7 separate regions of the Mus musculus genome follow, and regions 1, 3, 4, 5, 6 and 7 are each linked to region 2. Evidence: chromatin contacts called from public HiChIP or PLAC-seq and promoter capture Hi-C data. All regions are on one chromosome and are shown on one strand. Each heading gives the region's core, a stretch centred on a gene start, on an enhancer-like site or on the middle of the called end of the contact. The rest is flanking DNA. Distances are from core to core; before and after follow the strand shown. Region 1 overlaps Psmb7 (proteasome (prosome, macropain) subunit, beta type 7). Region 2 holds the start of Rc3h2 (ring finger and CCCH-type zinc finger domains 2). Region 3 has its middle 46 kb from the start of Ptgs1. Region 4 holds the start of Ptgs1 (prostaglandin-endoperoxide synthase 1). Region 5 holds the start of Psmb7 (proteasome (prosome, macropain) subunit, beta type 7). Region 6 has its middle 7.0 kb from the start of Gm46735. Region 7 overlaps Mrrf (mitochondrial ribosome recycling factor).

Evidence for each region. Promoter capture Hi-C pulls out the DNA fragments that hold promoters and counts their contacts. HiChIP or PLAC-seq counts read pairs in DNA pulled down with a chosen protein or histone mark.
Region 1: a promoter capture Hi-C map of the HPC-7 cell line shows a contact between it and region 2, with 4 times the contacts expected there. The contact joins the enhancer-like site here to the promoter of Rc3h2 in region 2. A contact is called at or near these places in 3 of 39 promoter capture datasets (the 3T3-L1 cell line, the HPC-7 cell line and hippocampal neurons) and 1 of 9 other capture datasets (liver).
Region 3: a promoter capture Hi-C map of the 3T3-L1 cell line shows a contact between it and region 2, with 6 times the contacts expected there. The contact joins the enhancer-like site here to the promoter of Rc3h2 in region 2. A contact is called at or near these places in 2 of 39 promoter capture datasets (both in the 3T3-L1 cell line) and 1 of 115 datasets of contacts at active chromatin or transcription factors (large pre-B cells).
Region 4: a contact with region 2 is called in an H3K4me3 HiChIP or PLAC-seq map of pro-B cells, with 7 times the contacts expected there. The contact joins the promoter of Ptgs1 here to the promoter of Rc3h2 in region 2. A contact is called at or near these places in 6 of 39 promoter capture datasets (the 3T3-L1 cell line, the HPC-7 cell line, cranial neural crest and 2 more) and 2 of 115 datasets of contacts at active chromatin or transcription factors (pro-B cells and stem cell-derived neural progenitor cells).
Region 5: a contact with region 2 is called in a promoter capture Hi-C map of pre-B cells, with 4 times the contacts expected there. The contact joins the promoter of Psmb7 here to the promoter of Rc3h2 in region 2. A contact is called at or near these places in 5 of 39 promoter capture datasets (the C10 cell line, cranial neural crest, erythroid cells and 2 more), 1 of 484 Hi-C or Micro-C datasets (CD4 T cells), 1 of 115 datasets of contacts at active chromatin or transcription factors (large pre-B cells) and 2 of 9 other capture datasets (adipose tissue and liver).
Region 6: a promoter capture Hi-C map of hippocampal neurons shows a contact between it and region 2, with 6 times the contacts expected there. The contact joins the enhancer-like site here to the promoter of Rc3h2 in region 2. A contact is called at or near these places in 2 of 39 promoter capture datasets (cranial neural crest and hippocampal neurons) and 4 of 115 datasets of contacts at active chromatin or transcription factors (astrocytes, embryonic stem cells, large pre-B cells and 1 more).
Region 7: a contact with region 2 is called in a promoter capture Hi-C map of liver, with 4 times the contacts expected there. The contact joins the enhancer-like site here to the promoter of Rc3h2 in region 2. A contact is called at or near these places in 10 of 39 promoter capture datasets (the 3T3-L1 cell line, 3T3-L1-derived adipocytes, the C10 cell line and 5 more) and 3 of 115 datasets of contacts at active chromatin or transcription factors (differentiating embryonic stem cells, embryonic stem cells and stem cell-derived neural progenitor cells).

Annotation. Positions count from the first base shown.
Region 1 is chr2:38,619,413-38,623,103 of GRCm38.p6, reverse strand. The region is part of intron 5 of Psmb7 (proteasome (prosome, macropain) subunit, beta type 7); the gene reads left to right. It also overlaps the pseudogene Gm13586. Among named protein-coding and RNA genes, the nearest start is that of Psmb7, 23 kb to the left of the region's middle. Within about 2 kb of position 1,748, at least 69 of the 459 cell types and tissues checked have an H3K27ac peak or open chromatin away from gene starts, as enhancers often do. A contact at or near this core is called in the HPC-7 cell line, where this site is marked.
Region 2 is chr2:37,421,066-37,424,973 of GRCm38.p6, reverse strand. It overlaps Rc3h2 (ring finger and CCCH-type zinc finger domains 2), which reads left to right and starts at 2,071. Exons shown (of 22, transcript NM_001100591.1): 1 at 2,071-2,207.
Region 3 is chr2:36,274,536-36,278,451 of GRCm38.p6, reverse strand. No RefSeq gene overlaps it. Among named protein-coding and RNA genes, the nearest start is that of Ptgs1, 46 kb to the right of the region's middle. Within about 2 kb of position 2,646, at least 14 of the 459 cell types and tissues checked have an H3K27ac peak or open chromatin away from gene starts, as enhancers often do.
Region 4 is chr2:36,228,167-36,231,868 of GRCm38.p6, reverse strand. Ptgs1 (prostaglandin-endoperoxide synthase 1) reads right to left here and starts at 1,443. Exons shown (of 11, transcript NM_008969.4): 1 at 1,300-1,443; 2 at 1,106-1,201. The coding sequence starts at 1,306.
Region 5 is chr2:38,641,984-38,645,625 of GRCm38.p6, reverse strand. Psmb7 (proteasome (prosome, macropain) subunit, beta type 7) reads left to right here and starts at 1,720. Exons shown (of 8, transcript NM_011187.1): 1 at 1,720-1,785; 2 at 2,175-2,268; 3 at 3,351-3,448. The coding sequence starts at 1,724.
Region 6 is chr2:36,197,253-36,200,696 of GRCm38.p6, reverse strand. No RefSeq gene overlaps it. Among named protein-coding and RNA genes, the nearest start is that of Gm46735, 7.0 kb to the right of the region's middle. Within about 2 kb of position 1,961, at least 67 of the 459 cell types and tissues checked have an H3K27ac peak or open chromatin away from gene starts, as enhancers often do. A contact at or near this core is called in hippocampal neurons, where this site is marked.
Region 7 is chr2:36,157,036-36,161,042 of GRCm38.p6, reverse strand. It overlaps Mrrf (mitochondrial ribosome recycling factor), which reads right to left. Exons shown (of 7, transcript NM_026422.2): 5 at 1,353-1,444. Among named protein-coding and RNA genes, the nearest start is that of Rbm18, 22 kb to the right of the region's middle. Within about 2 kb of position 1,567, at least 8 of the 459 cell types and tissues checked have an H3K27ac peak or open chromatin away from gene starts, as enhancers often do. A contact at or near this core is called in liver, where this site is marked.

The DNA of each region.
Region 1 (3,691 bases), core at 499-2,998, 1.2 Mb before region 2:
GCTTAGGATGAGCGATGAAAGCCAGCCGCTTGAGTTTGGGGCCTTTTGGCATCTTGGGCTTGATGGCCTGAGGCTTCACCAGGGCCTTGATGGCCTCTGCGCGCGCACTCACTGCCTTTGCATTGTTGGCCTGCATCTTCTTCAGGCCTTTCTTGTTGTGCTTCTTGGCGAGGCACATGTTCCTCAGGAACTTGGGGTCAACCCCCTAAGAGATTCGTATCTTTGCGACTGGAGTTTCTTGATGCCATTTCTGTGCCATTTGCGGGACTGGTTGTGTGTGGTGTAGTTCTTGGACTTGGCCGTGTTTGCACGGTAACCAGCAGTGCCTGGGACCAAAAGAGAAACACCCTCTTTGTTCTTGAGGGTTCTGAAGCTTTGTTCTTGAGGGTTCATGGCAGCTTGGGAAAGACTTGCAAAGCAGACTAACCCTTGCAAGCAGGACAGGAAGTAGGACAGACACATCTGTAGCAATTGTCACCCTCCATCTTAGTCCATAGGCATGGGGTTAGGTGGCCCTCTGTTTTAAGAGAATGTTTCTTGCCATAACTAGTGGTGTGTCACCACAATACATTAATAAGAAAACCTTTAGCATTTTAAGCCTAGATACCCCCAGATTTTAAGCTTTTCCTGGGAGTGTTTATAACCTGTCAGGTCCATGAGACCTTACAGTTACAATTGTGAGGAAAATCCCCCCCCCCCCCCCCCGTTCCCTTCAAAGGGTATTTTAAATATTTTCTTACATTTATGTGTAGAGAAGGAGCTGCATTGCTTGAGATACTAGTTTTTTAGTGAAGAATGTTGGATGATTGAGAATATATATTTTCCCAGCATATTAACTGGGAATATATTTCCAATAATTTATTGGGAATTAAAAGTCGACCCTGACATTGAAGTACATTTGTTGATGAAAAGGAGGCGTTCTTCCCCTCACGAGGGTTTAGATGTAATACTCAGTGCTTACTCAGGAGTGAAAACATCAAATTAAACTGTTTATGCTGACAAAGGACAAATCTGGATTTCAGCAAGCCATGCAAGATTGTCTGATTGCTTGCCCTGCCGCCTGCCTCTAAAGCTTTTGGCCAAGGCTTATAATGAAATGCATGCATACAATTAAACCTTTTCAAGTCTGTGGCTTAGTCTCTCTGAGCCTGGAGAGGTGCTCCACTGCTCTCTAGTGGCTGAGTGCAGTCCCCTGGCACCAGCATTGCTTTGTATTCATAAATCAGCTTTTCACACACTGGCATTGTTGGCCTCGGTGCAAGCACCAGTACCAGGAGACGAGGCCTTGGAGGCAGGAATGGAGTGAAAAATGACCTCCATCCATAGGTCCGTGGAAAGCACCAGGTTTTCTGCAGGAAGAGTGGCCAGTTGACTAACAATGAGCAAGTGTGAGTAAGCGCTCTGTCAGGAAGAGCTGACACTGATGGATTAGAAAGTTCTGCGTGACTCCTTTATCGCTGCATACATCTTCCACCTTGGCAGACCACAGTGGCAGACAGGTCCTTGGGTGCTTAAAACAGACTGCTCCTTAGCAGAGGCAGCCCTTTTTCCTGTGAAGATCTGGTAAAATTGATTTGGGGAAAAGCAGTGGGGATCCATTTCTTGCTGTCTCTTAGAACTTCTCGGCATTGAGAAAAGAAATTTTGAACACCTTGGTTCCCATTAAAGCTACCACTCAGGGACCCGTGGAGAATGAGTATATCAGGTCACTGCTGGAGGACAGGCAGCTTGTCCCTGAGTCATTACAATAACTAGTTTTCATTGAGCTCTGACTATGCCCCAGCATTCAGCTTTGTACACAGTGTCTTCCTCAGCCTGTAGGAGTCACTGATCAAACGTGAGGCAATGGTACCTTGTGCTCAGAGTGATGTACCCAGAGAGGCCAGGGAGCCCAGAACTGTTCCCTACCTGAGTAGCTGTGTGTTTACAGAGCTTGGGCAACTGGCATGTCCCGAGTTGCTTCGGAATTGGGCCTGGGCTTCCTAGCCTCTGAACTGTAGGTTTAAATCTTCAGTGTACTTATTACTAGCTGCTGTGCTGTAGGAAAATCATTTGAAACAAGTGGAGTATCAGTTCTAGTCTTTAAAATGGGGGCTATCCTCTACACATGGCTTCAGGGCTGAGGACTCTGGGAGCATCAGTCTGAGTTTAAGCCTGGGACTTAGAAGAAGCAGATTTCCTCCTGCCAGATTCTTAGAGCTTGGGTAGCAGCACAGTGTGGAGAAGCCTTTCAGTTTTGATTTCTCCAGTTGTCCAGTAACAGTGAGTATAGAATTGTTACGTTTGATTTAGTATTTAAGCAAACATTGATATATAAAAGAATATACCTCTCAAAACTAAAACCGCATACATTCTGTGTTAATGCAAGCATTTTAAAGCATACAGAGCAAGTAAATGGCTGTGAGTTTTCACAAGACGTTCAGAATTTATTCTGAATTCTTACAGAAAAACAGGTTTAGGCTGAACCATAGGTTGAGCATCCCAGCTCTGAAGTGTGAAATTGGGGATCTTGACTGCAGGTAGACACCACACTGGACTTCATGTGACAGGTTGCAGTGGGAACTGAGATCCCCTTACGTATTGCATAAAATTACCTTCAGGCTATGTGTATAGGTTGCATATGAAGCAGATGATTTCATGTGTAGACTTGGGTCCCATCCCAAGATATCTCATTATAATTGTATGTATGCACATTTCCCCAAATCCGAAATTCAAATTATTTTTGATCCCAATCATTTTGGATAAAGGCTATTCAATCTGCACTAATGCTGTTAAGTACCTTCTGAGGTTTCAGAAAATTAAGACTTAATTTTATTTTTGAAAAATGTGGCTATTGTAATATAAATACTCTAAGAACATATGCCTAAGTGTCAGTGCTAGACAATAACAATACATTTAATCATTGAAAACATTAACTAAAATTCAAATATATTTTTTGAGTTTTTAAGTAAAATGAAAGTTATAAAGCAATACAGATTGTATTCAGATGTGTGGTGATTAGGCTCACTGTGAGCATTAGCTCAATGCTCGACTCACTTACTAACCTTGACTTTAGCATTTGGCTTTCCTGTGTAAGACAGGTGGTGGAAGGGAGAAAGCCCTGTGACTCTCAGGAGGACGGTGTAGGACATTGGCATGGTGCTCGCCTGGCATGTGTGAGGCCCTAGGTCCCATGCCCAGTACTACAGATACAAACAAAAGAAAAAAGAAAAGTGGAGTTGGAGACAGGGAGGCGGCAGATGATATTGAGGCAGGAGGACCACTTTTCCATGTCAATCTAGGCTATGGAGGAAGACTCCAAACCAAACCAAACAACACCACCCCCCCAACAAAACAAAACAAAACAAAACAAATTTTGGCTTCAAAATTGTTGATGTGCTTTAAGCATGAGCCATGAGATTGGATCAAGTTCCTTATCTCTGAGTGTCAATCTCCCAGTTTAAAAAGTGGGACCAGTACAATGTGCCATGTCTAAAGAGCCACAAAGCCAGGGGATGTCAGTGTGACCTGGAATTCCTCATGACCATGAGTCCATTGTTGCTGTTGTTTGCCAGAGTGTGCTTCTAGATGAGTGTGGTGTGCTCTAGACTTGATTAGATGGCTGACTTTCCCTCTGAGTCAGTCAGTCCTAAAGAAGGTCTCCTTAGGACCAGCTAAAGAGAGACAGGCATACTTATGGTGACTAACTGCT
Region 2 (3,908 bases), core at 822-3,321:
TTAAAAAAAAAAAAGAACCTACCTACTGGTTTATATATGTACTAAAAGGTAGATAAACAGATTACCAACTGTCATAGGGCTTGTATTTTAATGGAGGTAGACAAACAATTGTTAAGTTTTTGAAATTAATTTGGAAAAATGCCAGTGATTAAAAAATGATAGGGAAAGCTGGGTCGTGCAGATATCAAGGATCAAGGCCAGCCTGGTCTATAGAGTGATTCCAGGACAGCCAAGACTATACAGGTTTTTGAGCCCTGTCTAAAAAACATAATAGGGAAAGGAAGGTGTGATTGTTAACTTTTAATGTGGTTTTCCATGTTTGGGGAATGTTTCCTGTGTGAAATGGAAAAATATCAAATGGAAGTAGAATGGAAAATGCACACACAGTAGGTTAGGGAACATGTATATATAAAATTACTCATCACTGTCCAGTTGAAAAGAACAGAAATGTGCCAGGTGGTGATGGTGCACACCTTTGAGCCCAGCACTCCAGAGGCAGAGTGAGTTCCAGGAAAGCCAGGGCTACACAAGAAACCCTGTCTTGAAACAAAAACAAAAAGAAAATACCAAAATGTACACCTGATTGTTGGGAAACTTTCTTTTTTGATTAACATAATTGGATGAAATTATGAATAATGAGTTATTAATGTATAGCTGGTGGGGCTGCCAGGTGGTGGTACATGCCTTTAATCCCAGCACTTGGGAAGCAGTCAGATCTCTGCGTTTGAGGCCAGCCTGGTCTACAGAGCTAGTTACAGGCTAGCCAAGGCACCAGAAAACAAAACAAACAACAAACAGGTGGGGCCAATGGATCTTTCACAAAAAAAAACAAAATGCAAAAACTAAAAAGCCGATCTTGTCACACTTGCCAGAAGCTTTGTGTCACTGGAGCTGCAGTTGTAAGCAGTTCAGTCTATGATTCTGCCTGGACCTTTCAATTGCTGGGTTCACAGGGATGCACCATCACATCTGCATTTTTTTTTAAAGATTTATTTATTTATTATATGTAAGTACACTGTAGCTGTCTTCAGACACTCCAGAAGAGGGCATCAGATGTGAGCCACGGTGTGGTTGCTGGGATTTGAATTCAGGAACTTCAGAAGAACAGTCGGTGCTTTTAACCACTGAGCCATCTCGCCAGCCCCACATCTGGATTATAACTCATGTATATTTAAAGCTTCATTAGAGAAATTTCCATATTCTAACTTACATACAGATTATTATCATGGATGTTGCTGAACATTTTGTTTCACATTCAGTTGCACATCATTAGCATAGATTCACAATATTAACCTTTTAGGATTACTTTGATAAATTAACTATAAAACTAAAATGCTTTTAAAATATCAGTTATCATACAGCCTGGCATATTTGTTTATAATTGTTGCTTTTCTCATCCTTATTTTCAGTCTTTCTTCATAATTCCTACCTTACAGGTTGCCATAAGTCCTCTAACAAATATTGAGTTATAATTCCAAAACTTGTAAAATTTGATCCTTCTCACTTTTGAGGCATCTGGGATTTTAGATGAGGTAGGTGGGTTTGCCAAACGTTTTCACTTTGGTCCTGGTTTTTGTAAACTGGAGAATTATTTGCTAATCTGGTTAGTATCTCACTACAAAGAGAGTAAAGTAGACTGTAACATAGATGAAGCAGGTTCTGCTCTATGGATGATAAATTTAACGTTGGCTCAATCTTGCAAGCCTCCTGGTCAAGGCTTAGATGTGCAGGGAGTTTCCCATAAGGCCCTTCGTCTTGCCTAGTCCTCGCATCATCTCCCACAGTACTCTGGGGTTCCTTTGTCATGTGACGAGGGTGGCTTTCTTCTTCAGAGGGAAACTGATGCGCAGTTCTGGTGGCCGGGCCACTACGCTTCCCTTCTGCCCCAACTCCCGGGCTTGCGTAATCTCGCGTGAAGTGAACAGTATCTTCTCGCGAGAGCTAAATCGGGATCCCTCCAGGTCCGCCTCCGTGGTGAGGAGGAGGAGGAGAAGGAGGAGGAGGAGGCGGAGGGAGGGAGGAGGAGGAGGCCCCGTCGCGGCCTTCGCCGCCGCCAACGGGGCTGTCCCTGTAGCTCCCGATGGAGTTTGAGGCCCTGAAACCGCCGCCGAGCTCTGCCCCGGCGAGACGAGGCGCCTCCGTCGCCGAGCCGCGCCGTCGCGGGGCCCCCGGGAGCGGCCCTTAGCGACCCCGCCCGGGCCCCTCAGGTAGGGCGGGGGCGGGCAAGATGCGGCTGGGGCCCTGGCCCGGCTGCCGGGTCCTCAGAGGTGGGGCGGGGAGCTGTCTCTGCCCGGCGGCCTGTGCACGGTGGCCGCCGGTACCCCGAGGGTTGGGAGTCGCGGGCCGCACCTGACACGACAGAGAGGCCCCTCGCTCTGGTAGGGCTTTTTGATGCGAAGCGAAACGCTCAGATGGCCACCTTTCTCCAGCACCGGCTGAAGGGACGCCTCTGACCACTGAGGATCCCACCCGAACAGAGGCCGGCTTCCTTCTTTGCTTAACCCATGTAGGAAGAGGGGCTTTCGAAAAGGTCCCCGAGATCAGGTCCTGTCTTAGCGTTTTCTTTTCAGCCCTTGGGCTTACCGAGACCACAGCGCTGGGATGGAGGCGATCTGAGTGTTGTAAATAGGGACCCTGGCTAAACAATGCCCAGGGAGGGCTTAACCTCCCTGGAGGGAGATGGCTGGACCAGGGGATGTGACTAGGAGCGATGGCATGAAGCACAGCCAGGGAATTCTGCTATAGTTTTCTTTCCCCCTTTCTTATTATTTTCCTTGGGGGAGCCTCATAAGGAGACTCTTCCACCATCTTAGGAGAATGGTAGAAAGCATCTTTGTTTCTAAGAGAAACAGCTGTACTTTTCTGTCGTTAGGAAGGAGATAAGGGTAGCTGTCATTTCCATCCTTGAAATCACCAGAGTTTTTAAGATACTGGCAGACACAGCCTTCAGACCAAAATAGTCTAAAGTAATCACAGACATTAAGTATTCAAATTCAGTGATTCTCAACCTGTTTAGATTTTTGTTTAAGCTCCACCTCGGTTCTTTTTAATCCCACTGTCCTCCTAACCTTAGGACCCTAAGGAATTTCTTCTCATCTTGACCCACTGTAATTAGAGTTGACTTTATATCCCGAATAAAGTGTTAAAAGTGTTTTACAAATCTTCCTGTCATTTTTAGTAGTCAGGCTTTAAAGTTCCAGTAAAAACTTGGAGTTAACCAGAGAAAGCTAATAATGGCACACTAAAGTGATATTATTTGACAGAAGGAAAGAAACGAATGTTCTAGTTGGTGGGTCTAGTCTCTTTGTGGTTAACTTGTATACACAGCCTAAGACTTGGACTCATTAAGAATAGTTTGTAGATTCCTGTTTTTACCTTTTATGTGGTTAAAAAACTACATCACTGATCTGACATCAATATCCATGTTAAATTGTTTACTTAAATTGTTTACTAACACAGTCAGTTCTTGAAAACCCAGAGACTATTCTATCCTATTAAAGGCTATTTTCCAATATTACCATTGTTTTGTTGATTTGGTGATTCATGTTTCCCACATTCAGAGTTTGGAAAATTGCTTGAAGGACAAAACACTTAATATATTTTCTAGTCTTGTTTAGGGAAGACAGGTACCATAATTAAACAGGCTTTTATTCTTCGAGAATTGAATTGAAATCTAATTCATTAGTGGAGCCTTTGAATTACCCCATGAGTTATTGTTGTGTTAGTATGACATGCAAGAAGACGTTCTTGTTCATGTTTTCATTAATTTAGTTTCTGTGTTTGTAATTTGCTGCCTTCCAGTTGTCAGAGGCATTATTTTCTACACTTAGGATTTTATATTTTAAGACTAGAGCCTGTACGTTATGTGATGGGTAAAAATGCTATAAATTTGTAAAAAGTTTTGTTTA
Region 3 (3,916 bases), core at 1,397-3,896, 1.1 Mb after region 2:
AAGGTATAAGGCACAGGGATAACTAGGTTCACTGGGGTTTGCTCCTTCAACTGAGACAAATGGGGAACAACACAAATCAATATTCATGCAATGTCTGATGCCCAAGAAGGAAATATTGGCAAGACATTATTGTCACATACCAATAATTATTTTTCCCCTGAAACTTCCAAAACAGTTGGGATACTTGGACTGGATTGCATTGGTAATTGAGTAGCAATATCTTGGGAGCATAGTTCAGTTTTGGATCATGAAGTACACTCGAATTAGACTGGCACTATAAGTGTTCTTGGCAGCAACACTCATGACAGCATATACCATGCTGGTAGTCTGTTGTGCTAAATGGAACTTGGGAGGTTGGGAATTTGATTTTTTTAATCAAAATATTTATATTTTGATGTTTTTGAGTGTTACTGTGACATGCAAAGTTACAAGAAGAGAAAAATGCCCAATGAAATATGATAACAAGAGTGCACAAAATAGAACCTTTCTATTACCTGAACTATAAAGTATATTCGCTTTTTAAATAGTAAAGGGGATATCACTTTGGTTATCCATTTAATGTAAAATAATTTCTGATTCAAGTGCCAAATCAACAATAGAAGACTGATTAATGTTTCTAGATTCTATCTAAGTAAAAAAAAAAAAAATGGACTGCCTGGATCTACTTCCTATATGAACTAAGAAGAATAATGAAGCCACTCATTCATTAGAGACTGAATCATATTTCTGTGGTGAGTACTAATTACTTTTCTCATCCAACCTCAACTTCTTTCACTGCATTAATTAATACTGTCACCGAGCAAGAAAATCTTCTTAAATATCCACTTTATGCAACACATTCCATCTCTTAGGGATAGAGAATCACACGCAGAATCTGTTCAATGACAATGGTAAAACATACTATTTTCAACATGCCAGATGCTGTATTGAATAATTTATGTTCATCAGTACATTTACCTTCCATACCACCCCACTAAACTGTACAAGAGAAATGACAGAATCAACAAGAAGTAAAATAATATGTTTAAGATCCATATGGTGAATAAGGAACTAGGATTCAAACTCGGATCCTAGAGTTTGTGCTCTTAAACCCTTTTGCTAGGTTACCTTCCAAAATATAAACTAAAGCATACTTCTGAATTCCTTATTACTCAGATTTCCTAACAATGCTAGGCATGAGTATAGCTTGGAAATGTGGATTGTCTTCGTTAGCATTCTCTCTGTGCCTGAACTTCCTATGTGAATTTCAAAGGGAAAGTAGTCTAAGTTGATTGTTATTTTCAAAATGTCCTAACCAAGCCATGAAGCAATTGACTATAAAGCAGATGGAGTACAAAACAGACCCTTTCATTCTAACAATGCCTAGCTTGGAAGAAATGGTTTAGTATAAGATCACTCTTATTTAATGATACTATTTAGAGCTCATGTTTATTGCTGACTCTCTGCTACCTAGAAGCCTCATCCATCTGCAACTCTAGCTCTGTATATTATTGAATGTGAATTCACATGAACACAGTTACTGTCCCAGAGCCCTTCTCCTATCTTCTGATGTTATTAACTTTTCTCTTCTTTCCCAGAGCCCTTCTCCTATCTTCTGATGTTATTAACTTTTCTCTTCTTTGGGCGTTCACGCCATATATTACATCAAGTAAAAAACTTTCCTGAAGAATTGCTGTTGTACTCAAGCTAGCCACTAGAGGGTGGCCTTTTCCAAGAAACTGGCTGAACTTGGCACTTGGCCCAGAAATACAATGAAAGGGTATTTGGATGGATTACAAGCTTTGCTAGACTGACTCAGCATCTTGTTTGTCAATAACTCAGGATAAGAAAACGTATGCCCCTTACCAAAGAGCAATCATCAAAATAGATAGCTTTAGCATCTGTTACTTAAACAGCAGTAGCCTGAAGTGTTGTAGGCTCAGGCAAGAGGAGGCCCTTATGAGACTACTTCAGCATAGGCAGGATGACGGATAAACATGGATTTCTTGCTACTCCCTCATAAGGTCTTCGAAGGGAATTCTGGCTCTCTACAGTGCTCTGGGTTTGAATTCATTAAGGATCATCATTGGATTAGCCCCATGGAGTTAGCATATAACATGAGTTAGCATATAATATACTTATCCCTTAGAGCATGAAGGACAGCCATGACCCTAGATTATGTGGAGCCTAGAATTTTGTTAAGCAACTGCTAGTTATGGAAAATGCATGGGTAATAAGAAAACAGCATTTTTGTTGGTAAGGTTAGGAAATTGCCATGAATTTAATCACTAATATGTTCCCTCTACAATGGGCTATGATGGAAAACAGAATTTGTAGGCTGTTTCCATCTATTTTCTGTTCTTATAATGGAACAGCACAGACTGGATGATTACTAAAAGGACAAAATGTGTGTCTCACAGTTGTACAAGCTATGAAGACAAGACAAAATGAAGACATCCGTGCTTAGTGAAGACTTTGTGTGCTGGCATGGAAAAAAAGACACCACACACTCAGCTCTAATCTTCTCTTAATCCCATAATAAGGGCCCCACCCTCATTACTTCATCTCCTTCTAATGAAAATGCCCTACCTCCAAATACCACCAACCTACTGAGTGTTAAATTTCCACTATATGAAATTTTAGGGAATATATTCGACTCATGACATAAGCTGAGTCAGAATGTTAGTGAAGGCAGAGATTTGTGATGTTCGCCTGAGTAAGAAGTTATCTTGAGACAAACTGTAATCTCTAGCTGATGTAATTTTCACAAGTATGTGTTAGTTAAAATTAAAAAAAAAAAAAACTAAACTTAACTTGAAGGTATTTGCAACTCAATGCTGCTGTCAAGAATTCCTTCTTTAAATGGGAGTGACCACAGAGGAAAAAAAGAGAGTGGAGAAATGCAACTGGGGAAAAAAAAAGCAAAAAAGAAACATATAAAGAATGCAGTCATGTTTCCACAGAATCCATGGACGGGTTCCCAACTTGCCATTAGATGAAACACTCTTAGGTTCTCTTTGTTGTTGCTTTGTTTACTTTTTTGATATTATAATTTGATTTGTCTATTTTGTGAAGCAAATACTATAGAAATGACCTAGTTGAGAATTAATTTGGAGACATGGTGGCTTGTGTGTGTGATTCCCTCATGTAGAAGGCTAAGGAAGAATTGTCATGAGTTTGAAATCAGTCTGTGTATATAGTGAGTTTCAGGATAGTTTGAGCTACAGTGTAAGACTGTCTGGAAGAGAAAAAGTAAGTCCAAAATGTGGTTGGTGGTTTGAGTGTGAAGTATCCTTCACAAGTTCATGTTTTGGAACACATAGTACATGCAACAAGTACAATTTTGGACATTTTTGGAGTGTGGTGGTTTGAATAAGAATAATCTCCACAGGCTCATATATTTGAATGCTGAGTCGCCAGGGAATGGCACTAATTGTTAAAGGACAGGAAATGAGTGTGAGGGAGATGCTGAAGTGTAGTTCCCCACAACTGATGGCTTCTGGTTAAGGTATGGGAAGAGAAGGGCTCAGTTCTATTTTCAGGGCAGGCTACTGAGAGTTTTACCATGCTCCAGTGATGTATAGACAGCACAAAGAGGACTTGGTTGGTTGGTTGGTTGGTTGGCTGGTTGGTTGGTTAGTTGGTTTTTCTTTTCCTACTAATTTTTGTTTTCTACTTCTTTGATGGGGTGAAGGATATGGAGAGACTGGGAGGGGACTGTGATCATGGTACATGATGTGAAACTCCCAGAAAATTGATGGAAGTGTTATATAGAAAAAGAAGAAAAAGAGTTACACTGGGGGTGACCTTTGAGGTTCCAAAAGCCCAAGCCACCAGACCCAGTCTCTCTGTTTCTGTCTCTGTCTGTCTCTGTGTCTCTCTCTGTCTGTCTCTGTGTCTCTCTCTGCCTGTCTCTATCTGTCTCTGTCTCTCTGTG
Region 4 (3,702 bases), core at 194-2,693, 1.2 Mb after region 2:
CCAACAAGTGGCCCCACTTCCTGAGCCTCTCAAAGTTCTGATCTACAAAATGGACTTAACGCATCTGCCTCCCACAAGGCTGCTGTGAGCACCAAAGAAAAGGCACGCACAGCTAATCTTGGTAAACTGCAGTGCTGGATCACAAATGGCTTCCTTTCCAAAAACCCAGACTGTCACCTTTCTAGCACAGGTGTCCCCAGCTCTTTTTCTCACTCAAACCCCATCCTCCAGGAAGCCTGCTGTGATTCTCAGGCCACTCTGTCCTCTGAGTTCCAAGGTCCTGTAGTATCCCTTTCCCCCACTGCCAACCTTTCTTGGCCCCATTTTACAGATGGGCATCCAAATTGTAAAGAGAGGAAGGAAAGGTGGAGGGCAGGGGAAGTATGGGGGGGGCGGGGAGTAAATTATTTTTCTTTCCTAGAACCTGGTTCTGCCCTGAGGGAGAGAAGCGGGACAGAATTGCAGAACTGGCTTCTTTGAACCACTGCAGGTATTGAGAGTGACTGGATTAGGCTGATCCTGAATTCAAACCCTGAGCCCACTATGCATTATGTGACTTGGGGCTGTTATCGCACCTACTGAACCTCAATTTCCTGGTCACTATGTGCCCACTTCCCCATTCCCAGGATAGCTGGTGTCCCCCACCCCCATCCCTGTATCTACCGTTGGGGAGATAGGTTGAGCGTTAAGATAGACTCCCCAAAAGTTAGAGGCCAAAGAAAAGGAACTCAGTGTCCAGCCCGCCTTCCCCTTGGCGTCTGCCGCTTCCTCCCCAAGGAGCCCCCACAGGAAACCGCCGAGTTCTGGGGGGGGGGGGGGGGGGGGGTACAGAGGCTGCTTGGAAAGTCGGACCACATATCAGGTGAGAAGTTAAAGAACCTGTCTCTGCTTCCCCTGCCGACTCGGGATCTCAGTGGGCTGTGTGCCAGAGAGATCCCAGGTAGGCCCTAGCCATTCTCCAGGGACCCCATTCCATAACCTCAACACCCTATTCCCCGGCACCGCGAGCAGAAAGGGGAATCAGGGAGTCCGCCTGGAAGGGAGATGGACCAAGCCCACGGCGCAGGACTTGGAATTTTCACGGGCATCCGGCGGGGGCACCTACCTGGTGAGGGCACCCCAGGATCTGCGAGCAGGACCGAGGGTGTCGGCGGCAGCAGCAGGAGCAGCAGCAGGGGAAACCAGAGCGAGAGACTCCTTCCTGCAGAAGGAAGAGAGAGTTGAGCCTAGCGTTCAAGGCTCCGCCTGCAGGCCACCGAATTCCGGGACGCGTGGGGGCACCACTGGGGTCGGACTCACGACTCATGACTCTGGGAGTGGATGGATGTGCAATGCCAACGGCTGGCTCCTCGGGTGCAACTCCAGCACTGCCCCAGCACTGGCAGGTCCCCTCCCACCCATCTCACGGCTCCACCCCCACTCCTCCCTCCAGTTGTCACCTCTGACAGGCTGACCGCCAACTTCCTCTGCTCCAGCCTTAGCCAAGACGTTTTATTAATTACTGCATGGTGACTGCTCAGACCGTAACTCACGATCCTTGAGGTGCAAGATCTTTTTACAGTGTCAGAAATGCATCCATTTGGGATATAGCAAACTGAGGCTCTCTGAGGATGGGCACGAAGGAGGACAAGGCTTGTAGGCAGAACAAATGGTGGAAGAGGCTGGTTTGAACCATAGCTTGCTTGAAGAAGGATGAGGAGCAAGGAGGTGAGAAGCCATGCAGTCCAGTCCAGCCTGCACACGAGGTCCTGCATGGAAAACACGCTACTGCCACTCCTGCCCGCCAACAGAAGAGCTTCCTTCTCCGTTGAGCAGGCAGAGGCCAGGTCAGACATGAGGAGCTGTAATTTACATTCCTAATACACAGCCTGCCAGTTGGCTCACCTTTAGTCCTTGCTGGTCCTCGGTGTATTTATTTATAAAATGGACATGCAAAACCACCCTAGGCAGTGAGGGATACCCAGGGGGCCCCCACCTACTCAGAGGAGAAGTGTAGGGGGGAAGTGGGGGAAGGATTGTGGGAGGGGGTGGCCAGGAGGGGGCAGTGAGTGGGATGTAAAGTGAATTAAGTAAAAAATTAAAAAACAAAATTTTTAAAAGATACATATAAAGTAGATATCAAAAAATATGTATGGCATAAGGCAATTTTGTTTACTGATAGTTAAAGGTGAGGGGAGTTGTTTTAAAAGAAAATTATAACATTTGTATATTTTAATCCTTACACAAAATAAAATTAATGAGACATTTAAAAAAAACACCATAGAAAAAAATATACAGATCCCATGTGGCAGTGGCTACTCTGTGGTCAGAGAACCTTTTTCAAAGTTGCCCTAACTTAGATTCCAGGGCTAGCCAAATGCCACCCTCCAGCTGAATGGCCACTTGCCAGCCTTATAGGACCTAAGCCTTTGGGTCATTGGCTCCTTTGTACAGTGGGGGAAACTGAGCCTAGAAGGAGCAGAGAATAGGAGCAAAGCCACAGTGTCCTCGTCCTTTTCCTTGCCAGCTCTCTCCCTCAGTTTTCCCAGCACGCCCTCTGCCCACGCCCGCACCCAGAGGCATGGCTTGGTGGAAGGGCCCATTCATCCTTGTGCTGGCTCTCGGGCATCTCTGGGCTCAGGAAAGGAACAGGTAGGAAAGGTGGGGCCTGATGGGGTGCCCCTTTTGCTTCCAAACCAGAGCTGTTCCCATGCTCTACAGGGACAAAAGCCAACTGCTCTAGGGAAACTGAGCAAGCCAGGACAGACCAGGGGAAGAACTGGGGCCCTGGTATACTGAGACCAGCTTCAGTTTCTCCACATCCCCAGATTTAAGACCCCTCTGGTAACCAGCCAGCTGGGCAAGGGGCTGTGGGTCAAGTGATTGTCAGCAAAATAATGAGATCTGGGAGGAAAGCTGAGGTTCTGTTCCCCAGAGGACAGGGGACCTTCTGGTGACCAAGAAATACAAGAAGAGCTGGCATGATTCTCATCCTCCACTCCCCGGTCTGCCCTCACTCTGGGCCTGGACCCAAGGAGTCACACCTGTAGCTCACTCCCAGACCTGTCCTGTAGTGAAAACAAATGCTAACTAGCTCAGCCCTAACCCTGGAGGGAGGAGACTTAGCCTGGGAATCAAGAAAACTGAGTTCAAGTCTCCTTTCTTCTCTTTGACCATAGACAAGCCCTTAGGGCCTGCTTCCCATTTGAACACCAGGATAATAGGACCAAGTGGGTAGCAAAGGCAGGACCCATGCCAGTAGAGAGCATGAGCCCTTGCTATAACCATGCTCTACAGCCCTTCATGCCATCAGAAGACAGATGCAGTGAAGGAGGGCTGCAATGGGAGTGTGCAGTTGATGAAGGATGGGTACAGTGGAGAAGCAAGAGGCCAAGAGAGCAGCTAGGGTATTAATACAGGCCTCCAAGGACCAAGCCTAACCAAGGGGGTGGAGCAAGGAAGAAGTAGACAAGGGAAACGGTGACTGAGATGCCAGCTCTTTACCAGTTGACCTGGAGTATGGATAGAGAGGTAGAGAACATTTAGATGCTGGTTGTTGCTAGGGACAATGCTCAGGGACAGGCAGTGGCTGGAAAACACAGAGTTAACACTTGGTCCATCCAAAGAAAGGATCCAACATGCAGATGAATACCCAAGTTGGGGGAGCATCCTTGTTCTACTAGAAAGCTCACAACCCAGGGCCGCCTTTCCTTGCTCTTGTGT
Region 5 (3,642 bases), core at 471-2,970, 1.2 Mb before region 2:
TATAAGGACTATGAATTCCTTTTGCCTATTTTCTGGGGCTTTGACAGGTGACCTTTGTTTTCTCTAGCTGCAGAAACATCATTACAAGGAGTTATTATCTTCACCTGTGGCTTTCAGCAAGCAAGCACTCAAGCTAAGCTGGGCTAGGACCCACTCTCCGAGCCTATTCTTAGCACAGGGCTTCAAAATTAGAACTTATTTTCTTTATTTCAAAAGACCCAGAGATGCAATCAGATGGAACTTAATTTTTAGTGAACATTTACTAAAAATATGGTTGAGACACTGGTTCTAGATCCTTAGGATGTTATTCATTCATTCATTCATTTATCTATCCATCCGTCTGTCTTCAGCTACAATCATAATAGGACATAGTAGGTGCTTAATAAATATTTGTAAATGAATTCATTTCACAGTCATGGAGGGTGTCACTTATTGCCTAAATAAGTTTAAAAATATTTTCCTGACTTCCGCAGCAAGCCTCACATTTCCATCAGTAGAAGATTTTCTTAAAATTACATAACACTGCACTCATAGTGCTGGGTAACATTATGAATTCTGTGCCCATAAACAATCCAGTGCCTCTCCTTCAGCCTTAACAACTACTGATTCACTTTATGCTTCTGCAGATTTGCCTATTTTGAGATACTTCATACAAATGGAACTCTCTAAGGCTGGGGAGATGGCCCAGAGGGAAGATGACTGAAAGAGTAAAGTGGAGAGTGGTGGAGGACTCCCAACATTAACCATACACCCACATGTACCCACAGGCATGTGAACATGATTACCACATGAATGTATAGTATATCACATGTGAATGTAATTATACAATGTGGTTCTTCTTCTCCATGCCTAGTCTCTTTATATTTAGCAAATTGTTTTCCAGGGTCACCCCTGATTTAGTAGGTATCACATTCCCTTCCCTTTTACGGCCTAATACTGTTTCACTGTGCTGATATTCCACATTTTGTTTACTCATTCATCCGTCAATGGGCATTTGTGTTGTTTCCCGATTTGCCTGTTAGGTACCTGGTTGCTATGCTCATTTGCCTAGAAGCATCTGTGAACTTAGCTTTCCAGTTCTTCTGGGTAGGTATGACAGTGATAATTTTGGTTTAAGATCCAGTTCGTTTTCCGGAGCAGATGACCGTTTTATATTCCCACCTGTCACAGAGAGTTTTTCTCTGTCCAACTCCAGTCATTGTAGTGGGTCCAAAGCAGTGTCTCACTGGGGGCTTGGGGTTGCCTTGTCCTCGTGACTCAGGGCACGAAACGTCTTTCCATGTGTCTGTTTGCCTTTCTGAGGAAGGTGAAAGCTCCGTTACACACTAACAGTAGGAAATAAGGGAGTTGAAAGGGATTTGCTCAGCGGCTTTGCCTGGACCTGGGGTGTGTGGATGTCCCTGATACACGCCGGATTCTAGTTTAACCGCAGAAACAGATCTGGTCTGAGCGTCAGGAGATTTGGTTATTGGGGGAATTTTATTATCTGATTTAACAAATTCCATCCCTTCGGCTGATCGTCAGTTTCCCCTTCCCAGGACTTGAGGCAAAACTACTTCAAAGACCCAAGCCTCTCTAGGAAGTGAGAACTCAAGAACTCTATGTCCAAGAGCGCCAGTTCGAAGTTTGCCCCGCCCTCTCGTCCCGGTCTCTCGCGGCGCCGGAAGTGCTAAGTTCTTTTTTTGTCGCTCCGCCCTCGGCCCGGAAACACTTTCTTGGCAAGATGGCGGCTGTGTCGGTGTTTCAGCCACCGGTCGGAGGCTTTTCTTTTGATAATTGTCGCAGGTGTGTTCATGCCCGGGGGCGCGATCGGGACCCGAGTGGGAACTCTGTACGCCGGATCGGAACTGGGCTGCGGCCGGGGTCGGGGGCGTGAGGCGAGCGTGGGGATGGTGCCCGCGGCCGTGTGACTCAGGGAATCGGGCCCCAGCGCGGGCTGCTTCTGAGGCCGGCGCGGCCCTCTCCCCTTGCCAGTGTGTAAGGATTTGGACTTTCCTGTGGCTTTGGAGGGATTGGGTCACCGCCCCGATCTGTAATTCCTCGCCGATGGTGCTAATAATGGGAGAATCCAGTGATCACACTGGGGTGGAAGAAAATTGAGTTCCTTCCTAAGCACCCACTCTTCTCGCCAGTGGTCTTGTCCTCTAACACTTGATTTCTGTGCCTTCCCTTAGGAATGCTGTCTTGGAAGCGGATTTCGCAAAAAAGGGGTTCAAGCTCCCGAAAGCTCGGAAAACTGGCACTACCATCGCGGGGGTGGTGTATAAGGTAAGCCTAGACAGGCCGACCGTAGCGGTAACTGACCTATTAACCGTAGTTAGACCACTTGGACTCAAGCTTCCAGCTAGAACTGTCAGAGTGCATCATGAGAATCGGCTTTTATTAGGGAATGCCTTGATCAAGAGGTTTTACATGTTAAATAGTTTGTATTTACTCATTTTGAAGTTTTACACATGAGGGCAATTTGGCTTTTCCTAAGGTACTCTAGGAAGCAGGATGCTACAATGGGAAAGCACAGAATTTGGGATTAATTGGTTTGTTTAGATGTTTAATGCTTCCATACTGTTTCTAGTGAACTACTTGGGCAGTTTAGTCCCCCCCCCCCCCCCCCCCTTTGAGACAGGGTCTCATTATATAGCCCCGATTGTTGTAGATCAGGCTGCTTTAAACTAGAAATTTACCTGCTTCTGCCTCCACAACGTTGGGAGAGCCACTCTGCCCTCAGCCTTTTTTTTTTTTTTTTACAGAGTTAAATCTCTATCCATCAAATGGAGATAAATCCTGAAATAAACTGTAAAGATAATAAAGGCTAGCGATTAATGTTGTTAGTGGGGTGAAGAGAGTCACATTTCAAAAACTAATAGAGGTGACTGTTTCCTAAATTTTCTCTGTGTATGTGCTTGTACATATGCTATGGGACAAGTGTAGAGGTCAGAGAACAACTTGGTGGAGTCCATTCTGAGCTTCATGTGGCTTCTTACAATGGAATTCAGTTTTCCAGGCTTGCCCGACTAGTGTATTGTACTTGCTGACCTATTTTGTTGGAAATATTTTGTTGGAAAGATTGTGGGTCTTCATTCCACATTTTTTCTTTCCAGTTTAGCTCTGTGATTTAAAAGGAATTTACTGAATCGTTGCGCCTTGATTGAAGATGGAAATGAGTCTTAATCACCTCAAGAATTAGCCATTGACATTTATTAAGGATGTACTAATAATGTAGGACAATAGTTTTGGTAGGAATTTTGACTGGGGATATGGAATTCTGGGAGCAGAGAATGGCCAACATTGTTTTTCTTAAATACTATCTTATGTATATAAATTGTTGAAAACCTTTTTTCTCTAAAAAATAGGATGGCATAGTTCTTGGAGCAGACACGAGAGCAACTGAAGGGATGGTTGTTGCTGACAAAAACTGTTCAAAAATTCACTTCATATCTCCTAATATTTAGTAAGTATTGTTGAATTTGAACTACTCTGAAATCTTCTGGCATGTTGGGACTAAAAATGGACCATTACCATATCCTCTCTGCAACCTGCTTGCTGTTGAGACTGTTTTTTTAGCTCTCTTAGAGGTGTTTTGGGCTGGGATGTATGTCATCATCACTGCAGGAGATGGGAGTGGTGGTGAGGCCTGTGATTTCA
Region 6 (3,444 bases), core at 712-3,211, 1.2 Mb after region 2:
AGTCAGTTCTTTCCTTCTACGATATATGTCCTGGGGATGGAATTCAGTCTCCAAGCTTGATGGTAGATACTTTTACTTTGAGCCATTTCACTGGGCCCCAAAGCAGTAGGTCTTATTAACAATGTTGCTACACAGACTAGCTAAAATACAAGGGTACAGTACCATGGATACAGTGTCATTCTATTTCCTCCTTACATTGTTATAGCAGCTGCCCAGACCCACTCCCATTCTAGAAGACACGTGTGGGATTTCAAGAGTCTACACTCCCGGGACCCCCTGTCTGACTGCGTGTTGTCAGATGTGATCAGAGCCCTCTTGCTTAACTTTACTGGAGGACTAGATCCAGTCTCAGACACCAGAACAACCCCCTGGTCTGACCCTGTGTGTGAGGCCCCTGCTCCTAAGTGATGGCTGTTTGGGAAGATGAGAACATCGTTACAGGAGACATGGGAGGAAGTCCTTAAAGCCCTGAGCAGGAGGAGAACATGGGGGAATCCTGGGAAGGGAGAGTCCCTCTATGTGGAACCATTTAGGGTAGGCCTAAAGAAGAGCTAAGAGGTCTTAATCTCTCTCCTTCCCTCACCTTCTCCCTCTCTCAGCCCTTCCCTTCCCTTCCCTTCATCACTCCCTTTCCTTTTCAGAAAAAGACTTAAAAGCCAAGGCTGATGGGAAGGGTGAAACCAATCAGCACATGGTCACTGCCGAACGTGACAACCTGAGCTCCATTCTCCAGAAGCTGTCTTCTGACTTCCATGACTTGTGCACACACTCACACACTAAGTATGTGAATAAATAAACAGACATGAAGAGCGATGGGCGGGGAAAAAATAAAACTGGAGAGTGTTGTGTGTGGAGGTCACACCTAGAAACAATCTCAGTATGTGGGAGGCTGAGACAGGTGGATTTGGAGTTTGAGGCCAGCCTGGACTACAGAGAGGAACCTATCTCAAAATTAAAAAATAGAAATACTCGGGCCAGGCATGATTGCCCACATACTCAGAAGGTAGAGGCAAGCAGATCTCTATGACTTCAAGGCCAGCTTGGTCTACAGAGCAAGTCCCAGGGCAACCAGGACTACACAGTTATACAGACTGACTCAAGATAAGATAACAAAAAACAAAACTGGGGCTGGAGAGATGGCTCAGTCATTAAGAGCACTGGCTGTTCTTCCAGGGGACCTGGGTTCAAATCCCAACACCCATATGGGGACTTTCAGCTGTCTGTATATTTGGTCCTATTAGATCTGATACCCTCTTCTGCTTCCAAGGGCACTGCTCACATATGTACATACATGCAGCTCAAAAACCCATTTTTAAAAAATTTCAACAAGCTAAAACAAGAAAGCAGCGCCCAGAATACACAGTAACAACCATCCCTGTTTTCACAGCATGTATGCGCACACATAAATATCTACACATTATATGTGATGTTGGGGTAGCACTCCCCAGTGGCAATCACCACTATAATGTAGTAAGTATCTCTCACAGCCCACTCTCCCTTTCACTCTCTAATGCAAAAAGAAAAAAGAAGAAAAGGAGTCAGCAGACATTTTAGGAAGAGTCTGGATTATGTAAGTAATGTATATGTGGCCAGGCTTGCTTCCTCTCCTGCCCTTTGTGCTAAGAAGCTCCATTCTAACTAAATCCTACCACCCTGGCTCCTCAAGACTGCTCCCTTAAAGTGTAGCCGCTACTGACCTTCCAGGTAGCGGGAGGGGCATGAACCGAAGCCCCAGAGGAGTTCAGGTGTACTCTGGACAGGAGAGGGTGTGGGACAGGCCCTCAATTATCCCACTTCTTTGCTCTCCCTGGGGAAGCTCCTGCCGCTCTTTGTATTCATTGTCTCTTTAATGACCTGCTGGAGTCAAGTACCCATTGTTCTCAGGCTGGGGCAGCCTCCCAGGCTTTCCTTCCCTGCCTTCCTCTGGCAAGCGTCCTTATCTAGTCCTGCAGCCTGCCAGCCCCAGCTGAAGCCGCTTCCTCCACCCACACCCCTCCAGGCCCCAGGCTGCTGTACAGGGCCCCAACGTCTCCACCCACCCTCTCTCCCACTTTTCTTTCTAAGAAGCTGACTCCTCCGCTTAGCCTTTGAGTTTCCATCACCCCCGTGTATGTATAGCCTATGTCTGGGTAAGCGTCTCCCAGGGCAACGCGGGATGTCTCCGTCTCACTATCACACTCTGCACCGTCTCCCCTCTCGCTGTCTGTCTCTACCTGGAAATATCTGTGCTTGCAAGTGTGTGGCATGCGCCTCAGATCTCCATGTTTGTCTCTGCCCCTGTTCTATGCAGTGCTGTCTTCTCTATTTCTCTCCTCTCTCTGACGAGCCTCCCTACACCCCCTCCTCCCTTTCCTCCCTTGCTCCTCTCTAGACCCTCCTGATTGACTATTATCCTGTTTCCAACCCTGGCCTCACCACCACTGCACATTCACCCAGGGGTCCCTGACACAAAACACGGGTCAAACCGGCTCCATTAGTGCCTTTTCTCCCTAGTTACAGCTCCAGCTTCTCTTGGTTGTCAGCCTCGGAGACATCAGCACCAGGCGTGGGCATGAGGTCCTATAGCTCCCAGACTCTGAGATTCGGGCATCTGCAGAGTTAAAAATAGACAAACAAATAGGAACCAGCAGAAGTTAAAAATAATAAATAAATAAATAAAGGCCAGAGAGATGGCTCTGCAGGCAAAGGCACCTGCAGCCAAGCCTCATGGCATGAGTTCTGTCCCCAGAACCACGTTGTAGGGGAGAGCTGACTCCTGACAGTTGTCCTCTGACCTCCACATATGTGCCCATGCATGCACACACAAAATGATGTGATTTAAAAATAGATGGTGAGAACCAGTAAGTGAGCAAGTCCTCGTTTTTTTAAACAGTTGGGCTTTTTTTTCCCCCTTTTCTTTAAAGATGCATCAGCTTCTCATCGCACAATAGAACGTTTAACACCAAAGACAGGAGAAAGAGCAAGAACCAGGAATAAGCCACCATCTCAACTGACACTTTAAGGTTAAATGTAGACAAAGTCTATGAATATAATTTTATGAGACTGTTTTCTATATCGCCTTTATTTTCCTTATGTTGCCTTAGGTGGTGAAGCTGACTGAGCTCCCCAACAGGGCCCCCTCCCTGGTACCCATAGAAAAGCAGAATGACTTTTATTAATAAAAAGTACAAACTGGACCAGGGCCTAGAACCCCTCCCAGGACACTCAGCACCCCATAGAGTTCTTTCCAGCCCACCCCCTTGCTTTCCGTCTCTCAGTTAACTTCTGGAGGTGCCTGGGTTGGAGTCAGGCACCAGGTTGCCTGGGTTCCCAGCATCCTTTGTGTTTTTGGCTAAGTAAATTGACCTCTGTGTGTCTATCCTCATCCACAAAATAATAAGTAGCCCCTAGGTTGCCAGAATAGTCAAGTCCAGCACTTGTCAGCCACTCGTATTATCTGGAAGG
Region 7 (4,007 bases), core at 318-2,817, 1.3 Mb after region 2:
TAGTACTCAGTAAGTATTTGTTGAATGGCTAAACAAATTGATCCAGTGTGTGGTACTGTGTAGTAGTAATAGGGGCTTCGTTTTTCTGCTGTGTAACCATGGCTCATGTTTCACCTGGATTGCTGTAACTTTGATTGTTGACTGTTCTTTTTATCTCTACTCTGTCTCATAAATTCCATATGTTAATTAGCAATGAGAGAGACACCCACAAAGCTCTGTAAGATCATCAATCCATGGCCTTAACCCATCCAACGGCTTCTCCTCACCATTAGAAGAAATCCCGATTCCTTCCATGGCCTTGAACCGCCCATCGGTACTTGTCCAAACCCTGCTCTCACTAACCTTTCTTTGAGCTTCAGGCACACCAGATTTTCTATTACTCAAACATGTCACCATCCTGTCAGTTCTTTCAAGAAAGAGTTACATTGTGTAGATCAGACTGGCCTTAAACTTCTGACTCTCCTGACCCCACTTCCCAAGTATTATCTTTTCTTTTTAAAAATATTTTTAATTTATTATTGGTGGGGAGGGGTTGCTGCCACAGCCCACACGTGAGGCCAAAACAACTCTGTAGAGTCAGTTGCTTCTTTCCACCTTTATGTGGGCTCAGGGACTGGAGTCAGCCTATCAGGCTTCTATGGCAACGGTTTGTTTTTAACCCACTGAACCATCTCATCAGCCCTGTCTTCTCTTTTCAATTTTAGGAACAAAGATCTATTTTTATTCATTTAAAACCCCATTAAGAAACAAAACAAAAAACCATGACTTTGGATCTATGCCTTTAATTCTTCAATTACCAAAGACTAATGTAAAAATAATTCGATAGGGATTATGGGGTTAGAGTTGACAAGTGTCAAGTTGCTTTGTGATCTGAGGCCTTTGCTTGCCACTCATCTTTCCTGGACTGTTTCCCCTAGGCTGATGATTCTGCCTCCTCAGCAGGCTCTCAGCAGAAGCATTAGCTCCTTACAGAATCCCCACACACTAAAACTGCCCTGTCCTCTAACTCTCCCACCACTCGCCCTCACTTGAATACCAATGCCTTTTATCTCCTCCTAGAATTTACTTCACGTGAGCTGTGATGACTCTGTGTGCTAACTTGTCCTAACTTTCCTGCCAGAAAGTGTGAGGACAAGGGGTTCTGAAATTCACTGCTGTAGACCAAGCATCTAGCACACATAGGTATTCGGTAAACAAGACTGTACCAGCAAACTGATCTTATAGCACAGCCAGAGTAAAAGACGCAGGTAAGTGAGCCACATCATTGGCCCAAGAATGCTGCAGGGCACTGGTTTCCATCCAAGGGCAACTACCCCACACCACTGGAATACGTGGATTTCAGCCAAACTTACTTAGGAATGGGTACCCGAATTAGTGTTCCTTCCACTTCTGGGTTCAGATTCATTCCACTTTCTCTTATAGCCTTGATAGCTGCAGCTGTACACTGAAAACCAGATCAAAAGGTAAACAGAATTAGTAAATAATTATTACCAGATGCAAGCCCTCTGTCGATAACTGGCAACCCATCTTGGCAGAACATGGAAACATTTAGTTCTGTTACCAGTAAGATCAGGAAGTTACACTGGTGTAGAGTGCTTTGATCAAGCTGAATAGCAAACTATGTCCACTCCTGGTACCAGTGTATTGCGGAAGGAAAAAAGAAAGAGTAGAAAAAAGAAAAAGAAAACAGCTCTGCTTCTTTGAAAAGATTTCAATGGTTTGAGGCAACACAGATCAAAACCACAATAAATTCTCAAGGGAGGAGGGCTGGTCTGTGCAAAGATCGGTGCAAAGACAGATGAAAGATTTCATACGTTAAAAAATCCAGTTGACATTTTACACTCAAAATATACCAGTGCCAATGTGGAATGAGTAAATAAATTTAACTCGTTCACATCTACACTCAATACCAAGCTTACACACACTTCAGCATAAGCAATAAACCTCCAATGGTATGCACAGCAAAAAGGGGAGAATGGCAGAAGAGTCAAAGCACGATCTTGGAGTCAGAAAAGCTTCAGTTTATATCCAGCTCTGGGACCAGGATCCCTGCGAGGTATATTTGATCATTCACAATCAGAGATGATGAGGTACCGGGACATCACTAAGACAGTGAGTGAGCTAAAGCACCTTACTCAGTGATTGGCACTGTTAACATTCAGTAAGAGCTGTTAGTGTGTGAATAAACTGTGTCCGTGTACTGAGCACAAGTTAATGGCAGAGTCAATGGAAGCATTACACTGAAACACTATCACCCTAACACCCTTCAGGAGCCCCTCTGACAGGCCCCCTCCCTGGTACAGAGTCCCTAACACTCAGCCTCACCTTGTAGCAATCCTAAAAGCAACAGAAAGTGGGTGGAAGACAACAAACTCACAAGAACAAGGCTTCTGACATACTCAAAAGTATTTCAGGTTTTTCCAGAGCAGATCATGCCATGCCACTGGAATTCAAGGCCAATCCCTGTCTTTGAGTTCCTCTCCAGCTCTTATGTCTGAAAGGCACGGAGGGTGGCACACACCAATTTTATTTCTCCAAGCATCTCACTGTTAATGTTTTAGAGGAGGTATCTAAAAAACTTCCATTCCATCTTTAAATAACCTTAATTCTATACCTGTATGAGGTCAAAATGTCAAACTAGAATATCCACACCCAGGTGTGAAGAATCTAAAGCTTTAAAATGGCATTTCTGGCATAGACTCTCAGGTTGGAAAGGGAGCTGTGATATAACCAAGCACCAGCTGTTGACTGTGAACAAGTGGCCTACAGGGTAAAGCCAAATCCTTTAGAACAGACAGCATTCTCTGACAACCCAAGAAACAGGCAATAAAGACACGACCTATCAAACGTCAGTTCCTCTCAGGGGTAAGGAGAAGCTGAACTGCACTTAGCCCACTGCTGTTACTTTGTCTTTGCTATAAAGACCCTCAAGCTCGTATACTCAGTCACCATTACATGAGGAACAGACTATGAACACTACAGACCTATGTGGAGCTGAAGAGACGGCTCAGCACTTACCAACACTTACTGCTTTTGCAGAGGAGCTAAGTTTGTTTCTTGGCACCCACGTGGCAGCCACTAACCATATGTAACCCAACTCCAGGGGGTCCATTACCATCTTCTGGCCCCTGTGTGTACCGCATGCACATGGTACACACTAAGCAGATAAAACACTCACACACATGAAGTCAAATCAAAGAGGATAACTAGGCAAAGAAATAAGGTTAGTGTCCCCCTGCAGAGAAGAGCTATTCTTAACAAAATCCTTCATGTGTAGAGTTAAGAGTAAAGGGAGCTCCCCCACTTCACAGAGGAAGCTTTATCTCCCATCCCCCAGCCTTCTACAGCTTCTCACCACATAACTAGCAACTCCCCCTACCACCACCAAGCTCCCTTTCAGTCTAGCTCAAGTAGTCCCACGCAACCTTCCCTTGAAGGTACAACAGTACTCACTCACCAAGCTAGGCAGGAAGTGTGCCCTAATATTTCTATCTTCACAGTAGAAGGTACAGTGCCAGCTGAAGTATAAGGCAAGTGTGCACCAAACACTTAAACAAGATCTTGTTTAAAAAAATGTATTAGAAAAATGCATCTCCTGATCTTACTTCAAAACCTTATTTTTTACATTTTATTTTTTGTTTTATTTTTTGTATGTCTTTATATTCAGGGAAAAATGTTAAGTGGGATTTTTCTTTATATATAAAGAAACCCACTGAAAGTAATTCTAATTTATCCTAGGTATGTATATTTTGGTAGGACACAGACCTCAGGAAATTACAATCATTTCTCTAACAGTATGTTTAAACGATTCATGGGTCAAACAAACAAACAAAAGGCATACATACATATACAATTTCCTTCCCTCAGCCTAGTCTTTATTCCATCCCTAGAAGGGAGCACTCACTGGTATCCTAAGGCAGATTGGTTGCTTTGCTCTTAATACTAACCAACTGGTTACAGCTGCTAGAATACTGTATATAGTGAGAAAGATCACTGACCCCATATGG